Linked DNA regions of Sus scrofa: all the other regions are linked to region 1. A link is a contact called in public Hi-C data. All regions are on one chromosome and are shown on one strand. The core of a region is the stretch at or near the end of the contact, and the rest is flanking DNA. Distances in the headings are between cores, read along the strand shown. Region 1 holds the start of TRIP10 (cdc42-interacting protein 4). Region 2 holds the start of TUBB4A (tubulin beta-4A chain). Region 3 holds the start of KHSRP (far upstream element-binding protein 2).

Evidence for each region. A called contact is a pair of places that touch in the nucleus more often than the background predicts.
Region 2: a Hi-C map of blood shows a contact between it and region 1, with 1.8 times the contacts expected there. The contact joins the promoter of TUBB4A here to the promoter of TRIP10 in region 1. A contact is called at or near these places in 17 of 47 Hi-C or Micro-C datasets (adipose tissue, alveolar macrophages, blood and 11 more) and 2 of 2 datasets of contacts at active chromatin or transcription factors (alveolar macrophages and skeletal muscle).
Region 3: a Hi-C map of liver shows a contact between it and region 1, with 5 times the contacts expected there. The contact joins the promoter of KHSRP here to the promoter of TRIP10 in region 1. A contact is called at or near these places in 2 of 5 promoter capture datasets (fetal liver and liver), 5 of 47 Hi-C or Micro-C datasets (heart right ventricle, liver, retroperitoneal adipose tissue and 1 more) and 1 of 2 datasets of contacts at active chromatin or transcription factors (alveolar macrophages).

The regions. Positions count from the first base shown.
Region 1 is chr2:72,413,761-72,417,469 of Sscrofa11.1, forward strand. TRIP10 (cdc42-interacting protein 4) reads right to left here and starts at 2,386. Exons shown (of 15, transcript XM_005654730.3): 1 at 2,254-2,386; 2 at 957-1,072; 3 at 816-872. The coding sequence starts at 2,277.
Region 2 is chr2:72,597,361-72,601,333 of Sscrofa11.1, forward strand. It overlaps TUBB4A (tubulin beta-4A chain), which reads left to right and starts at 1,884. Exons shown (of 4, transcript XM_003480812.4): 1 at 1,884-2,570; 2 at 3,113-3,221; 3 at 3,320-3,430. The coding sequence starts at 2,514.
Region 3 is chr2:72,655,263-72,659,309 of Sscrofa11.1, forward strand. It overlaps KHSRP (far upstream element-binding protein 2), which reads left to right and starts at 1,689. Exons shown (of 20, transcript XM_021083987.1): 1 at 1,689-1,946; 2 at 3,628-3,724. The coding sequence starts at 1,689.

The DNA of each region.
Region 1 (3,709 bases), core at 1,136-3,635:
TGAGGCATATGGAAGTTCCCAGGCTAGGGGTCAAATTGGAGCTGCAGCTGCAGGCCTTACACCCCAGCCAGAGCAATGCAGGATCCAAGCCCCATCTGTGACCTACACCACAGCTCATGGCAACACAGGGCTTTAACCCACTGAGAAAGGTCAGGGATCTGACCCATATCCTCATGGATACTAGTCAGATTCTTAACCTGCTGAGCCACAACGGGAACTCTCAATGATAAGTATTAACATTCACACTCAGTGGGATAAAAACCAAGAACGCAATTAATGTAATTAATGTCAAATTAGTTCAGGTCAGAGGTTGCCTCTGGATAGGTGCCCAGAAAAGCTTCTGATTCTTAGAGCTTTGGGGATTCTGGAACTGGGGGCTTGGAATAAAGTGAAATGGGCTGGGCATTGTTTTAACACATTATCTTAATCTTCAAATGAGCCCCTACAAGGTCATTATCATTATGATCAGTATTGTGATCATCATCCCCAGTTCACAGTGAGGAAGACAGAGGCACAAAACTTAAGTCACTTGCTCAGAGTCATTCATTTAATAACTGTTGGAGCCTCTCCCATTTAATAGGCAAGAAAAATGGAGGCGGAGAACTGGAGTCAACTGCCCAAAGCAGTTCAGCTAGAAAGTAGTGGATTTTGAATTCCAACCCAGGTAATACGGTTCCTGGTTCCCAGCTCATACCTCTAAGTGGAACTGGGTGGAGAAGCCAGGAGTGCTTGGGTGGCCCAAATGGAGGGAGAGGAAAAGGATCCAATACCCCAGTCCTCCCAAATCTAACTCTGCCTCCCCTCTTCATTCTTACTTGGATTCAGGGTCATCTTTGGCAGGTCTCTTGGGCAGATATTTTTTCACCAGGCTCCTACGGAGAGAGGCAGGAAGACTGAGCCCCCAGCCCTCCAACCGCTCCCCCGAAGCCCAGGGCGCGGCCACCCTAGGGTCTCACCGCAGCTGCTTTGCATAAGCCTGCTCCACCTCCGTCCGCTCTTTCACGAACTTCACATATCTGTCCAACAGGTCCAGACCCCATTGCGTGTGCCGCTCAAGCACCTCAAACTGATCCTAGCGGGGGATTGGGAGGACCGGGATCAAGACTTTGGGACCCCACAGCCCGCTGACCTGGCCCAGGGGAGCCTCCAAGCTCTGAGCTCCCAGAAGGAGTGGCTTCCCGGCCCCGCCCCGGAGCGGCGTGGGGTGGGGGGAAGCAGGAAACCGGCGGGAACCCCCTCCCCTTCCCAGGAAGGGCCAGGGAACAGGGGCGGGGCCCCAGCCGGACTACAGTGTCCCCTCTCCAGACGTCCAACAGGGGTGTGGAATGGGGCAAGGCCACTCCCCCTGCCCCGGCTCCCCTAATCCCCCCCAGATTCCGGAAAATCCGGCCGGCCCGGCGTGAGTCAGGGCCAGAGGGACAGGGTTCCCCGCAGCTTGGGGGGCCCCCAGAACGGCCAGAGAGCAGGCACCAGGTTCTCCCGGTCGCCATGCTTCCGCGGGTCCCCCCCGAGGGGTGACTTGGTTTCCCTCACTGACTCCACTGCACCTCCAAAAGAAATCCCAGAGTTGGCACGAGGGGCTATCTAGTTACCCCAGGGCGCCCAGGAACCCAGGATTACCACCACCCCAGAAAGAGGAGGGGTCATATATCCCGGCTAGGAGAGGGGGAAAAATTCCTGGGGCTTCCAGAGCAAAGGTTTGAGGCGTTCGGGTGGCTTCCCCTCCCAGGGCCCGGGGCGGGCTGGGGGAGGGGGCTGCGAGGCCGATCCTCGCAGCCCCCTCCCCCCTACGGCGTCCCAAGCCCCTAGTAGTAGATTAGAGGAGACGAAAGGGCGGTCTGGACTTCCAGGTCCCACGTGGGGCTGTAAGTGGCCAGAGGGTCCCCTCCCCCGCCCAGGCCGGACAGGCGGACGGCGGGCAGGGACCCAGGGGCCGTAAGATAAGCCGCCGGCCCAGCCAGGGCGCTCAAAATAGGTGACCTCTCCCAGCCGCCCCGGCCTGGTCCTAGAACTTCTTTTGCCCTCCTGATTCAACCCCGTACCTCAGTTTCCCTACGCCGCTCCTGCAAGGTGGCCCTCTGCTCCCCGGAGTCCCGAAACGCCCTGGGAAACTCCGAATGAGGGCGGAGAGCGGGGTTTCCAGGGGTCGGTGGAAGGGAAAGCGCAGAATCCCCGCTGGGGTACTGCAGGGGGCAAAGCGGGGGTCTGGACCCCAGGAAGGGAAGAACTTGGAGCAGGGAGGATCGGACTCACCCACAGTTCGGTGCCCCAATCCATGCTGCTCTCGCCTATGCCGACGCAACCGCCGCACCCGGTCCCCGCCGCCCGACGCCCGCCGCCCGCCGTCCGCCGTAAGCGGCCGGGAGACTCAGCCCAGGGCGGTGAGCCCGGCCCCGCCCCGCTAAGGCCACGCCCACTCCAGACTCCGTCACGCCCCCATAGACTCAGCCACGCCCCCGCACGGAGCCCCCGCATAGCCCACGGAAGGTGGGGGCTCACAAGGAGGCGGGGCCCGAAGGACGCCCCGCCCCCTCTTAAAGGACCGTCGCCACCCGACGCCACTGGACCGACCCCTTTAAAGGACCCCCACCCATTTTCCAAATCCCCTGGGACCCTCTTGTCCTCCCAACCCTTGCCCCCGCCCTAGTCTGTTTTTCCTTTCCTCTTTTCTTTCAACTATTCCTTAAAGGGCCAAGACACTAAAATCCCAACTCACGAGGTCCTTCCTCGACCCCGTCGCAGGGAGAACTTGAGGTCACCCGGCTCTTGCGGGCCGGCCCGGCTCCAGACGGCTATGCTTGTCCCACTAATGGCCTAGTCCCTCCGGCCGCAGAGCGGATGGGAGGATTTCGATCCTGCCTAGGATGTGCCTCGGCCAAGACCGGGTCCATTAGCGCCCCCACCGCATCCTGCCTCTCTCTCCAAAGTCTGCGCCGGGAAACTGAGGACGGGTTGTCCTTGGGGCGCTGGGCCCAAGCCTTTCCCCATCTGCTGTCCGGTTCGGTTCGTACTTGCACCTGCCCATTTTCCAGTCGCATGCATTAAGGCCCAATCAGGTTTAAAAGTCTCCAAATCCTAGGATTCCGACAATGTCTCCTTTCTCCCCTCCAACCCCCTTGCCCTGGGGCTTGGAAGTCCGTCGCCTCTCATAAAAGTCTGTTCACACCTTGTTAATTCCTTTGAGGCACTGGGATAAAAGGGGAGAAATCTCTGCAGCAACCTCTTTCATCCTCTCCTGCTTTAGGTGCTTTCTCTTTGGCTACAGAGGTGACAGCCGCCCTGCTGGGGCTGGGGGCCCCGAGCCCCCAGGGCAGGTTAGGCTCTGAGTCCGCAGGCTCCCTGTACACAGGTGGGAAGCCCAGGAGGATAGCTCCAGGAGCCCACACTGGGACAGATGGCTCTACGGGGACCTGGCCCCACCTGCTGGTGGCTTGTGAGTTAGAAAACCTGAAATTGTAAAGTGGACCTGTGTTCCAGAGGTTAAAGGATCAGGAACTCAGTCAGGACCTCGGCCTGGGATCTGGGACTCAGTTGCTCAGCCTGAGAGTAGGGTCTCAACCTCTAACTGAAATTGGGATTGATCTCAAGTCCTCATCACAGTTGGGATAGGGTCTGGGATCAGAGCCTTAGCAGAAGGGTCAGCCACCCAAATGAAGGCCTCAGATTCAGACTGAGGTCCAGGGATCAGTCCTTATCTGAAGTCAGGGGT
Region 2 (3,973 bases), core at 634-3,133, 180 kb after region 1:
ACACAGGAAACCCCATTTTTCTGGGGCTGAGTCCTAAGTCAGCCCCTCCCAGCAGGGCCTTCCATAAAAACATAAGTGTTTTTATGACTCTTGATATTTAAAAAAAAATTTAAATGCCATACAGAGTCTCTGAATTTGTTTTGATGTTAACATGGGTTAGTGGACCTCCTACTGCAATCCAGGAACTGTGTGTCTCAGAGATCAATTTTAACATTTGCACTGGGTGATAACCTCATAAGTCTAAATCAGGTTTCTCTACCGTGGCTTCGGCCAATGATCTTTGGGGCCAGATAATTCTCTGCTGCAGAAACAGTCCTGTGCACTGCAGGATGTTGAGCAATATCCCTAGGCTCCACCCACTGGATGCCAGTAACATCCCCAAGATGTAATGATCAAAAATGTCTCCAGCAAACTATTGCCTTTGGAGTGGATAAGCAATGAGATCCTGCTATATAGCACTGGGAACTATATCTAGTCACTTATGATGGAGCATGATGGAGGATAATGGGAGAAAAAGAATGTATATTTGACTGGGTCACCTTGCTGTACAGAAGAAAATTGACAGAACACTGTGAACTAACTATAATGGAAAAAATAAAGATCATTTTAAAATGTTTCCAGGCATAAATGTAATAAAATTCATTGAGTTTTAAAAAAAAAAATGTCTCCGGGGAGTTCCCCGACCACCTAGCAGGCTAGGGATCTGGTGTTGTCACTACTGTGGGGTGGGTCACTGCAGTGGCACGGGTTTAATCCCTGACCCAGGGGACTTTTATATGTGCAAGGTGTGGCTGGGGGGAAAAAAAAAACAACAACCCTGCCTCCAGACACTGTCAAGTGTCCCCCTGGGGCAGAACTGCTCCCAGCTGAGAACCACAAAATTAAAAACCACTGGCAACAGATGCAAACTATTGCCTTTGGAATGGATAAGCAATGAGATCCTGCTGTATAGCACTGGGAACTATATCTAGTCACTTATGATGGGGTGTGATGGACGATAATGTGAGAAAAAGAATGTATACATGTATGTGTGACTGGGTCACTTTGCTGTACGGTAGAAAATTGCCAGAACACTGTAACCCAGCTATAATGGAAAACATAAAAATCATTTAAAAAAAGAAACCACTGGTAAGAAAGTGAGGTGCCAGCCATACAGCAGACCTGACTAACCCCACCCCCACCCCACAGTAGCCAGAAGCCATGGAGGATAAAGAGGAGGCTTCCTCGACCCCTGAGGCGGAGGCTGCCAAAAGAAGGTGGCCACAAGAGGTCTGACCTTCACTTTCGGGGCAGCACAGGATGTCTTGCCCAGTATTACAGTCATAATCATTGTAATACTAATAGCTACAATTTATTGAGGGGAAACTGGGGCCATTCTGCTGTGAACTGGGCCCTCTCTTGGATCCTCCCAACCACCTGGGGGCCAGGCATTCTTTTTTTTTTTTTTGAGGTCAGGCATTCTTGACTCCCCATCTTGCAGTAAATTCAGCTACGGAGAGGCAAAGTAGCCAGTGTAAGGTCAGAGACTAATTAGAAATGCAAAGGCAGGGATTTTGCAATGAATTAGAACAATGCATTGTAATGAATTAGAACAATGGAGCAGAGAGGTTTTAATCTGGGCGGGAGCAAGGAAGTCCCCCAGGGATCCTTTACACCCTCCCCCCAATAGGTAATCCAGCTGTAAATCTTAATCTTTGCTGTTCCACCCCAGGCAAAGCTGAGGGTGACCCCACGTGCAACAGATCCAAAGCCCAAGAGAGGTGTCCAGGGGGAGCGCACAGTACCCTCCCCCAAACCTCCATCAGTTTCTGCAAGTCTCCCTAGTCAAACATGGAAGGAAAATCGGGGTTTTACTTACTACACAATTACAAGATCAGTCCGGCAGGAACTGACCGCCCCCAACCTCCCCAAACAGATGGCTACTCCGGAGCGCCCAGCTCGGCCCGGCTAGGAGCCCTCCCAGTTAAAGCGAAGGCACTAAATGGAATGGGGAAGGAGGCCTGGGACAGAGAAACTGAGGCAGGGCCGCTTGGAGGAAGAGGGAGAAGCAGGATCTCCCCGCGGCTTGTTTACTGGACGCTCGCTCTCCCTCTCCACCCTCGACCCATCCCCGCAAGACCCGGATCGCCAGGCCCGGCTTGGAGAGGGGTGGGGGAGGCAGATGGTACTGACGGCGTCTGAGGAGCTTCGCCCCCACCGCCCGGGGTGGGGTCGCACAGGGCCACCTCGCGTCTCAGCCCCGGGCCCGGGAGGTCTCCAGGAGGCAGGGGAGGGGGATCGAGAAGGATCTCTCCATCCATTCCAGCACCCTCGGTCCCGGGGCGGGACCAGGGGGCGGAGCGGGCCAGTGACCGGCCGTGACGCGAGCCCCGCCTGCTCATATAGAGGCGCCTGGGGGGGCGCAGGGACCGAGCTTCGCCGTCGCCACCGCCGCCGCATCCACCTTCAGCCCCGCCACCGCAGTTACCAGAACCCTCGCCACCACCGCCTCGACCACCGCCAGGGCCACCATCATGCGAGAGATCGTGCACCTGCAAGCCGGCCAGTGCGGCAACCAGATCGGAGCCAAGGTGTGCAGGGGACCCGGGCCGAGGACGATGCCGATGCCGAGAAATGTGGAGTGCGGTCTGCCGAGCTCCGCAGAGCTCCTCCGCCGCGGGTCTTTGGGCGGGGGGACCGGTCACCCAGGAGGCCAGCACCCCAGGGACGGTGGGGGAGGGACGCGGGGGGCAGGGCCAAGCTGGGAACAAAGAGGCCGGTGGGGGTGGGGCCCTAGCCTTCGGTCCGCTTGCCGCAGCTGGCTTCACAGCTGGCCCCCCATGCCCTCCACACGCACAAAGAGATCCCGCCCCTCCCCGAGGCAGCGGCCAGGGAGTGCTGACACCAGCCCGCTAGGCTGGGGTGGTGACTCTGCTTCACCCTGCCCCCACCTCTCCCTTCTTGCTGCCTCATCCTTGCCTCCCCACTATGCCTTATGTCCCCATTCACCTTGCTGAGGGACAGGTAGACAGCTAGAAAGTGGTTGCGGGTCCTGAGAGCAGACGATGGAGATGGGGGCAGACCTGGCCACCGGTTTCCCCTTACTTGGTCCTTGCCACCATCACCCATCTAGTTTTGGGAGGTGATCAGTGATGAGCATGGCATTGATCCCACTGGCACATACCACGGGGACAGCGACCTGCAGTTGGAGAGGATCAACGTCTACTACAATGAGGCCACAGGTAAGGAGTGGGGGTGCACCTGCAGGAGTGGGGGTGGGGAGGGACAGGATGCTGGTTCCTGGCGCTGACCAAGCTTCTCTCCATCTGCTTCACTGCAGGAGGAAATTATGTCCCCAGAGCTGTGCTGGTGGACCTGGAGCCGGGCACCATGGACTCCGTCCGCTCAGGTCCCTTTGGCCAGATCTTTCGACCTGACAACTTTGTGTTTGGTAAGTCACGGCCCTGGGACACAGGCAGAGGAGCCCGCATTGATCCTTTCACTTGCACATGGCTTGGAGAAAATTCTCCACCTAGCATTTGGACTCAACGGTGACCACAGGGACCCGGAGCCCAGCAGGGAAGGCAGACACACAGACCACCATGGGAGCCCAGGTGGGAGGCACCTTATACAATGGAGAGGGGAGGCGCCAGGGAGGGAAGGCTTCCCAGAGGAGGTGGCATTTTCATTTAACAATATGGACCTGAGCCAGACCACAGCCCACAAATCCCAGCTCTGCCACTTCATGCAGTTGACAGATACTTACTGAGCACCTACTGCATACCAGGCCCTATACATCTCCTAGAGAGACAGCTAAGAACAAAGCTCTCTGCCCCCACCCCCATTCCCCTGAACCTGATATCCTTGTGCAAGAGAGTATAAATAAGTCAAGCTCAGCCACTGACTGAGTCAGCTGGGTGATTCTGGACAGTCTCCTCAATCTCTCTGTGCCTCAATCTTTTGTTTTGTTTTCTTGGCCACACCCACTGCATGC
Region 3 (4,047 bases), core at 439-2,938, 240 kb after region 1:
GCTCCAAAGAGTCCTTCCTCCAGGCTTGGGACTCAGGGCATTTTTTGTCAGAAGTAGGCTCGGGGCCTGGGTCAGAAGATTCCTGGGGCCTCCTCCCCAGGGTGCAGCCTGGGACTAATCTGGAGTCCACTTTGTCTGGTTGTTACTTGTTCTGCTTCCAAGGCAAAAGGGTGAATGTAGAGACAACCAGGAATAAAGAGATGGTTTCTGCTGTTCGTGTCTGGGATACCTGGGTCCAGGAGGGCAGCTGGGGACCTGGATACCTGGCTCCATGGTGTAACCTGCGGACCTGGAATACCCTGAGTCTAAGAGGAAGCTGGGTGCTTCCAATATCTGGGCCCAAGAGAGGAGCTGGACATATGGGACCCCTGGGATTTGGAGGAGGGGCAGGTATTATGGGCCCCTCCGTTCTGAATGGGAACTGAAGCCCCGACGATGCCTTGGGTCCAGGAGAGAAACTGAGGGGCCTGGGATCAGAGCCTGGAGTTCATATCCAAGGACCTTATGTGAAGCGACTGTGGAGTATGGAGTTAGAATCTAGGATCCCTGGGTCCTGGGAGGGAACCAAAGGCCCTCGACCCTTGAGTTCAGGAGGGGAGCTGGTTCCGAGTCCTGAAAGAGAAGTGGAAGCTCTAAGATCCCCGGGTGGAGAGAGGAGAAGGAGGTAGGTACAGAGCATCAACGGATTTCCTCTTGCTCTCGGGCCACCCCACCCCCTGAGGCACCCGTCACCGAGGCCTCAAGCAGGCCACGTGCCTGGCCTCCCCAGCTAGGCTCCTAGGGCGCTAACCCAGACGACAGGCCTGAATTCCGCCAGCCGATCGCCAGTGCCCACGTTGGCTGCCATTCACTTCGGCTCTGGCTAATCCCCTCCCGCCGCTTGGTGGCCAGCTCCGCCCCAATGCAGCTGCGCTTCCACTGGCTCCCACCAAAACCAGGCACCTTTATTTCCTTCATTACCGTTTGTCCCGAACAGAGTCAGTCACCTTACACCCGCCCCCGGCGCTCAGCGATTGGCTTAGAAGACACGACTAGAAAAGGATTCTGGTTAACAGGGAAAGTAATCCTCCCTAAATGCAAGCCCATCACACAGAACCCGTCAGAGACTGGGTTAGGATGACTGCCAATCTCTACAAGAACCGCCTTTCCTGTGTACTTATTGGCTTGCGTACCTGACTATCTCACCCGGCTCCTGCCCAGCCCGTTCAAAAGAACCCTTTCGCCAGGCCCCTCCTTCCTGTCCACTTGACTCTTCGGAGCCGTCAATCCGGTTCTGAAGCCGCCCCGCGATTCTGGAACTCCCGCTTCATTGGGCCTCCAGCCTTCTCGGATCGCTTCGATTTGCCCGCCCAGTGCCGGCAACCCGCAGCCCATTGCCTCCGAGAGCTGTCGATCTCGCGGCGCCTCCCGCCCACTGCCTCTCGCGGAACTCCGATTGGCCGCTAGCCTCCAGAGCCTGCGATTGGGGTCCTGGGAGCGGCGGCCACCTCCCATTGGCCCTGCGGCACCGTCCATCAAGCCGGCGTCGGGAGGGGCGTCCCTCTCCCTCCTCGTCGTCTTCCCAGCCGCTGGGTTCCCAGAGTGCTCCGCGGCCGTGTGGAGCGAGGCCTTGTTCCCGCGTTGAGCCGCCGCTGCCGCCGCCTCCTCCTCAGCTTCAGCCTCCGCGCCAGGCCCGGCCCCGCCGCGCCATGTCGGACTACAGCACGGGAGGACCCCCGCCCGGGCCGCCGCCACCTGCCGGCGGGGGCGGGGGATCCGGAGGAGCCGGGGGCGCCGGGGGAGGCCCTCCGCCGGGCCCGCCGGGCGCGGGGGACCGGGGTGGCGGCGGCCCTGGAGGCGGCGGCCCGGGCGGGGGGTCGGCCGGGGGCCCCTCGCAGCCGCCTGGCGGGGGCGGCCCGGGGATCCGCAAGGACGCCTTCGCCGACGCGGTGCAGCGGGCCCGCCAGGTGAGGAGGCCGCGGGCCTGAGGGGCGCGCGCGCGGGCGGGCGGGGGAGGGGGCGGGGTCACGTGCGCGCGCGCGCGGGGTCGCGAGGCGAGGGGGGGGCCGGGGCCGCCGCGAGGTCACGTGGGGCGGTAGGTGGGGGCCTGGGCCTCCCCCGACGTCTGGAGTGCCCCCCCCTCAGGTTGACCCCCTGCAGGAGGAAGGGTCGTCCGGGGGGTCACCCAGAGCGGCCCCTGGGTGTGCAGGGGCTCGGGAGCGCGGGGACTCACTTAGTGGACTTCCCCCCACCACCCCAAGCTCCACTTCTGGAAGCAAGGGTCCGTCTTCCCAGGGAGAAGATCTAACTCTGCCCCCATCTCCCTTGAGGGCAAAGAGCCCTGCCTGCTCCCCGAGAAGGAGGGACTTTGGTGGGGGAAAAGTCTTTCCTTTTGAGCCCAGAAAGTGGAAGGAGGACCCTTTGGCTACCAAAGAGTGGCCAAGCACTTAGATGAAATGGGGAGGGTGGGCATAGGAGCTGGTCTTTTTGATGCTTCTGGTGGCTCGAAAGCTTGGTTTGTCTTGGGGAAAGAGGGGAAGGGTCCCACCACTGTGTTTAGGGGCATGATGACTACACAGGGGGGTCACATGCTTGTCGGACTGACCTCCCTGGCCCCATTCTCGGCCTCCCCACAGTCTGAGGGGAGGAGGCCCATAGAAAGGCAGCACTTTGCCGCCCTTTCAGGAAGCAGACCTGGCTCAGGCCATTGAGTGCTTTCTCACTCAGGGTTCGTCCCACTGCCTCCAGGACAGGGTGGGAGGTCCCGTTAGGTGAACGCCCTGTTCCCCTCCCAGTGTGGTCTGTGTCTTTCACCTCTGAAGTGGAATAGTGCAATTGATCTGGTTGCCCACCCCATTACTGTCTTGATTGAGAAGCAGCTATAACTTGGGGAGTTGGTGCTGTCTGTTGGAGTGGGATAAGGCCACATCTGGGCATCCCAAGAGCTTTGGCTCAAATTGTTTTTTTAAAAAAATGAAGAGGTGAAAAGATAGATCCTCAGTTTATGGTTTGTGTTTTTTTGGAACATTTGTAATAATCCCACCAGCAGACTCTGGTTTTAAATTTGTTGGGATTTATTTGAAGTTGCTGTTTGTGTGTTTAAAATGTAACATGTGTTCCAAAAGGCCTTTTATTTTGGTCAAATGAAGGTTTCAGATGACTTGAACCAAAACCCTCCCTAAAATTTGTTCAACAAATGCAAAGATTTTAAGGGTGATGAAGATGAAGGAGAACCGTGCTCTTCAGCATCCCAGAGGAGTGAGCACTTAGGGAAGGAAGTTTCTGAAAGTTCCCTCTCTTAGGAGGTGATCTGAGGACCTTCCCTGGCACCTGAACTTCTGTTCCTTTCACCCCTAGAACAAGTCAGTGGGGATTACAGTCTGGCACAAACGATTTAGGCATAAGTACCATAGAGAAGGGAAGTTTTTAAATTCCCAAATAACTCTTAAACTCTAAGACCTTAGATGAAAATTCTAGAAGGTTTTAACCAACAGGCTGTTTCCTAAATCTGGGGAAAGCCACTCCCAGGCTAGATAGCAAGACCCATTGGGTTCTTAGGACTCAGAGAGGGGAGAGTGAGAGGATGATCTGCAGCATGGAGGGTAGTCTTAGGTGGTGATTCTTCTCTGCTTACAACTTTATTTCTAGATCGCAGCCAAAATTGGAGGCGATGCTGCTACAACAGTGAATAACAGCACTCCTGATTTTGGTTTTGGGGGCCAAAAGAGGCAGTTAGAAGATGGAGGTAACTACCTGCTGGGGGGGGCAGAGAGCGAAGTGCCTTTGTTTGAATGTGGTTGGGGGCTTGGGGGGGGGGGCTGCTGCTATTAAAACCTCCCTGGTCCCAGCTTTGTTCATTCTTTTTGTTTGGGCTGCCATCCTGAGGTATCAGGTGGCTGAGAGGAGGGCAGATTGACTTGACCAGGTCTAAATTGTAAGTTCTTGAGATTGTTTCTCCCTGCCTGTTAAGTAAGCCAGGGAAGTGCAGGTGGTTTTGTTGAGGCCCCATGTTAATATGGTTTTATTGGCCCTGGGGCATGCAACATTATTCATAGCAGCCAAAATTAT